Regions from separate parts of the Cricetulus griseus genome. Here region 2 is linked to region 1. Evidence: chromatin contacts called from public Hi-C data. All regions are on one chromosome and are shown on one strand. The core of a region is the stretch at or near the end of the contact, and the rest is flanking DNA. Distances in the headings are between cores, read along the strand shown.

Region 1 (2,888 bases), core at 233-2,732:
CAGATCTACCCCCTTGTGCTCAGGAGCCCTGGAAGGAGGCTTCCACTTTGACCTCTCTGATGGTGCTCACACTTCTTCTGGACATTTCTTCCGAGTGGTGGCCCAGAAGCAAGTGCTTCTCTCATTGGAGGGCAGCCGGAAGTTGACTGTCTGTCCAGGTAGGTCTGCATGCTGTGTAGCTGGGGCAGAATTGAGGGTGGCACAGCAGGACCCTGGCCTTGGCTCATGTCAAAAGCTGACAGGCTCCTTTGTGCTTTTCAGAGTCTGTGCAGCCACTCAGCAGCCAGAGCCTGAGAGCTAGTTCCAGCACAGGCACTGACCCCCGCCACCTGCTCTACCGGGTGGTAAGAGGCCCCCAACTTGGTCGACTCTTCCATGCCCAGCAAGGCAGTGCAGAGGAGGCCTTGGTGAACTTCACCCAGGCTGAGGTAAGGGCCTCACCCCTCAGCCAAGACACAGACCCCAAACTTACCTCAGGTGGCTGCCAGCCTGAGCACATACCTCACAGGCAGCTGAGCTTTTCTAGCTCAGGGATAGTTGTAGCTTGATCCTAGATGCTAAAAAGGCCGCAGTAAGGAGAAGCAGGGGCACCCCAGCAGCTAGGGCAGGGCTGAGTTTGCTTCAGTGAAACTGAGTTTGAGATAAAGTTGGGCTTGGGGCTCAGGGCAGGTGCCAGAGAGAAACAGAGCAAGCTGGGGGCAGATGAGTCCAGGCAGAGTGGGCCAAGCTGAGGGGCACTGTTATCCACTCTTTGGAGCAAGGTTCCTAGGGCAACCAGGACTACCAATCAAATTATAATTTCCAGCCTCAAGTAGAGGCTGAGTGAGGTGATGAGATATCAGGGCTGTCTGTGCTAACCAGCAGGGCCAGCTGTCACTTACCAGGGTCTAAGGCACTGTGAGAAGCTCCTCGGGGCCATGGTGGAGGACAGGCTCTTCTGGGCAAACAACACACTTGGTGCTCCCACCTAGAGGCCGTGTGGTCACATAAAACTAGGGCATGATACCAGTTATTTCTATATAAGCAGGATTCAAAGGATGCAGCTGGCCCTGCCTCTCCTTCTGCAGCATTGTGGTGCTGTTCCAAGAACTTTCCAGAGGGGTTTACCCTGGCCCTTGAAAAATGGCAGGACCCACCCCCCTTGGTCTCTTTCCAGCACTCTTTTACCTCGGAGGCCTCCTGGGCTCTACAAGTTCCTTCCCACCCCTTCAGGGTGTGTGCTCACCCTGAGAAGTAACTGGATGAAGGAGCTAGCAGGAGGAGAGCAGCTCCCACCCAGCAGGTAGCTCAGAGGAGGAAGATGGATTAGCTAGGGTGAAGTAAGATTTCTTGGGTGTGTCACCTCATCAGCTAGGTTTATGTTCTTTCTTCTCCTGGGCTCTGGCATCTACCATAGGCCCTTGTGCCTCCTCTTCCACAGTGAAATCGGCCAGTGGCTAGGGCAGCTGTATGCTGTGAGTCACTGGGAGCCTTGTCATCAGAGACCAGGAAGGAGGAGAGAATAGGACAAGGCCACAAGTGTCCCTCCCCCATCCAGCAGTCCCACACACACTGCAGCAACATTAGACTGAATGGCCACCAGGGGGCCAGACTGGCAGTGCCACCCAAGCAGGTTGGAAAGAGGCTACGTGGCACAGGCACCCTCCTCCACTGGAAGATGGCAGGCAGCAGTAGCTTGACAGTCCCACTGCCCTTCAAGACTCTGGGCTGGATGGAGCAGGACTCAGATAGCCTCAATGTGCAGGCAAGAATATCGTTTGGAAGTCAGCTGACTCTATGCAGTGCACACGGCTAGTAAGAAGCAAAACCAAGACTAAGCCTTCTGACTGCTCATCCAAGTCCCCTTCACCTAAGGGTACTGTTTCCCATAGCTTGGGAGACCCCTGCACACCTGGCCTGAGCTCTGCCTTTTTCCCATCCAGGCACTGATAGTCGCCAAACATCACATTGACCTCCACCACCAACTGCTGCTGCATTTCCCACCATACCCACCGTGAGCCTGGTCCAGAGGTTACAAGTGGCAGGCAGTCTTCAGTCCTTTAGGACACATCTGGTCCATAGATGTGTTTTATTTGAATACACACTACATTTAAATTTTTGTTGTTGTCTTTAGTTTTTTGTTTTGTTTTGTTTATAAATTTTTACTTAAATTAGAAACAATCTTATTTTATGGTTTTTTTTTTTTTTTTTTTTTTTTTTTTTTGAGACAGGGTTTCTCTGTGTCACTTTGGAGCCTGTCCTGGAACTCACTCTGTAGACCAGGCTGGCCTCGAACTCACGGAGCAGAGATCTACCTGCCTCTGCCTCCCGAGTTCTGGGATTAAAGGCATGCACTGCCACCACTGCCCAGATTACATTTAATATTTTAATATTAGTTGTCAGCATTGAAGCCTTAGGAAATTTCACACAAAACCGATATCCCGATTCTTCCAATGCCTGTGTACCTTCATGTAGCAAACCACTGAGGAAGAATCCCTCAGTGTAGTCCCTCAGTCTGCCCCCAGTGTAGACAGCACAGCCCGACTGCAATACTGTGGGATTCTAAGACTGCTCACTTGCATCAATCCCACTCCGTCTCCCTTTTACTATTATACAAGCCCTGTTTTGCTGAAAGGGAAAACTTTCTGTGTCTCCTAAAAGGGGAAAGACAAAGATAAGGCATGAGGATGTGTCTTGATTAGAAGGTAAAGGAAACAGATTCTTTACAGAAACAAAGATTATTATATTACTTGGTGTTCAGCATACAAGTGGCCCTAAAGAATGGGTGCTGCTGTGGATGTGACAGGGAGTTGAGGTCTCATGGATAACAGGGTCATGACCGAGTCTTTGTGGTCAGACATCCAGCAACTGCAGCATTCGAGCAAGAGTGAGCTTAATGCTGAGCCTGG
Region 2 (2,815 bases), core at 311-2,810, 250 kb after region 1:
AAGCCTAAAGACCTAAGATGGAGTCCTGGACCCCAGGACCCCACACGGTAGAAGGTGGGAACTGTGAGTCGTTTCCCCCCCCCCCCCATGAAATGTAACATTGTTTTTTAAATTCTCAACACGACCATAAGGGAAAAAAAATTGACTCCTGGGGTTTCAAGATACAAAGTGAGCTTTTATTTATCTGACACAGGGTCACACATAGCCCAGGCTACTTCAAAACTTCAAAGTTCTGGGAACACAGGTGTTTTTGTCACAGGGGGCAAGACACTCTTGAAGGCAATAAAAAGCCTAATGGAAAAGCATTGTAGAACCGTGGCTGAGGCAGTATGTCAGAAGACTGAAAGTATGATTTCCTCAACCATATTTCACCTCTCTGCTCCCTCAAGACCATGCTGGCCTACATGAAAATAGATCTGAGTAGAGGCAGCCTTGGTTGTTGCTACCAAATTGTTGTAGCAACAGCACCTTCCTGCAGGTCAGGGTAGGATTTCAGATAGTTCAAGAGAAAAAGTCCTTTTGACCAATAAAACAGGTAACTTTGGTCAAGGTTTCATAAAGCAGAAGGGTATGTTTAAATGACTTTTGATAATCCATTTTTATTTAGTTTTTGACTTTTTGAGACAGGGTTTCTCTGTACAGTCCTGGCTGTCCTGGAACTCGCTTTGTAGACCAGGCTGGTCTTGAACTCAGAGATCCCCCTGCCTCCTTTGCTTGTCCCACCAGTGCTGGGATTAAAGGCTTGTGCCACCACACCGGAGCACTTGGTCATTTTTTTAAGTAATCTGACTTTGAAGTGCAAATCCAGTTATTTTCGTTAAAACAGGCTGATTAGATTTCCCCTTTGTTTATTCTTGTAGTGATTTTTACAGATACTCTGGTAGACAGTAAAGCTGGAGGCTGGCTTAAAACTTCTCTGCACTTGTTGACCTGCTTCATCAGGTCAAAAAATACATTTTGGTGATGGGCAACAGTGATGTATGTAATAGAAGGAGGGTTATCGGGGGTACAAATTCCCCTTCCCCCATCTCAATACATTGCCGATTCGTTTGAACACACCGGGGGCAGCCTTGCGCCTTTCATGTTATGAAGGTACTGCTAGTACTCGAGTTAGGTAAAGCTACTGGAAAGCAAATTAACTCTTGATTGGCCCTATATCTTTTTCCAGGACCTTCCAGGGATTCCATCCATATCCCTCGGCTTTCAGTCTTTAGTAGCCCAGGCTCTCCTCAAATTGCTATGTTACCGCGGATATCCTTCAATTAACACTCCCGCCTCCAGGAACCCAGGGCTTCCTGCATCCTAGGCAAGCCCTCTCCTTACCGAACCACATCACAGCTCAAACTTACCATTTTATTTAAGGACAATTTGCCCAGCTGTCTGACAGCTGAATGAGATGAGAACTGCGAAGGCGCAGCTTCCGGGTTTCACCAGATTGGCTCCCCAAAGCCTGCATCTTACAAAAGCTGCTGGTGTCCCAAGAAAAGCTGCTCGGGTCAGGAAGGTGCTGGTTGAATGCCGGAACCTTCGGTTCTAGGCGGTGCAGCGAGCCGGCAGCACCAAGGATCTTCCCAGGAGAGAAGTGGGCGCATCGCCATGGCGGTAGCGCCGTTCTTGAAACATTGGCGCACCACTTTTGAGCGGGTGCAGAAGTTCGTGTCCCCGGCCTACTTCACCGACTGTAACCTCCGCGGCAGGTGTGGCCCCTGGTCTGCGTAGCCGCAAACCGCAACCGCGCGCTCGTCCCTTCCCTTCCGGAGGGAAACCCAGGCTTGTGGCCACCGGGGCCGCAGAACAAAGTGTCCTCCGCGAACAAGGCAGGGCTGGGGAGCAGCGGGTAGAGAGAGGGTGGCATATGCTGCTGAGCTGCCAGGCAGTCCTCACGGCGTTAGGCTGAGAGAGCGTTTTCCGTTCCGTCTTCTGGCGCTCGGGTGGAAAGGGGGCGGCTTCAAACACGCCCCCATTGGTTTCTGCCCAGGCTTTTCGGGGACAGCTGCCCGGTGACACTCTCCAGCTTCCTAACCTCGGAGAGGCTTACCTACGGGGAGGCGGTGCAGCAGGACTTCAGCCCTGCGCAAGTCGGCGACCGCTTCGGACCCACGTGGGTAACACCCAGCCTGGGAAAGCCCCGCCCTCTAAGTCCTCAGCACTTCGTTGTCTTGGGCCCCAGACTGCTATATGACGGAGAGTGGCGCCCTCTGCTCGGATCCTTTCATCCCGACCGCCTCTGCCCCTTTCCCTCCTTAGGTTTAGATGAATGATCTTTTCCTTTCATCTTTGTTCTCCACCATGTCTCTGTTCTTGTGGCTCAAAGCTGAGTACCTTGTAATAGCTGCAGATACTGAAGGACCTGCTGACATTTAATTCAAGGAACTATGTCAGAACAGGGTTTCCACTCCTCCTAGGCCTATCACAATAATTCTCTTACAGATGGTGGACCTGCTGGTTCCGGGTAGAACTGGTCATTCCCGAAGCATGGGTGGGCCAGGAAGTTCATCTTTGCTGGCAAAGTGATGGTGAAAGCCTTGTCTGGCGTGATGGGGAACCTGTTCAGGTGAGGTACACCCCTCCGACCCAGACACTGCCACAGATTAGCCCTGATTTTTGGAGAAGTCACAGCTGAATGACTGGGTCTCCAGAGTGGTTTCATGTTTCAGGTCTGAGGGAATTGCCATTTGGATGCCAATGTTACAAACCCCAAGTTTTCATAAGCTATTTTTATTGTTTTTAGTACATACTTACTGGAGAAATTTCAGATCATTCTAGAATACTATAAAGTAAGGCATTAAATTATCTTCCCAAGAGTAATGAGTCT

Evidence for each region. A called contact is a pair of places that touch in the nucleus more often than the background predicts.
Region 2: a Hi-C map of the CHO-K1 cell line shows a contact between it and region 1, with 5 times the contacts expected there. The contact joins the promoter of Man2c1 here to the enhancer-like site in region 1. A contact is called at or near these places in 3 of 8 Hi-C or Micro-C datasets (the CHO-K1 cell line and liver).

Annotation. Positions count from the first base shown.
Region 1 is chr4:168,412,954-168,415,841 of CriGri-PICRH-1.0, forward strand. Cspg4 (chondroitin sulfate proteoglycan 4) reads left to right here. Exons shown (of 10, transcript XM_027415011.2): 7 at 24-158; 8 at 262-428. Among named protein-coding and RNA genes, the nearest start is that of Cspg4, 30 kb to the left of the region's middle. Within about 2 kb of position 1,483, at least 3 of the 6 cell types and tissues checked have open chromatin away from gene starts, as enhancers often do. A contact at or near this core is called in the CHO-K1 cell line, where this site is marked.
Region 2 is chr4:168,659,156-168,661,970 of CriGri-PICRH-1.0, forward strand. Man2c1 (alpha-mannosidase 2C1) reads left to right here and starts at 1,561. Exons shown (of 26, transcript XM_027414997.2): 1 at 1,561-1,697; 2 at 1,979-2,101; 3 at 2,431-2,554. The coding sequence starts at 1,597. LOC118238689 (a long non-coding RNA gene) reads right to left here and starts at 1,491. Exons shown (of 2, transcript XR_004769622.1): 1 at 1,350-1,491.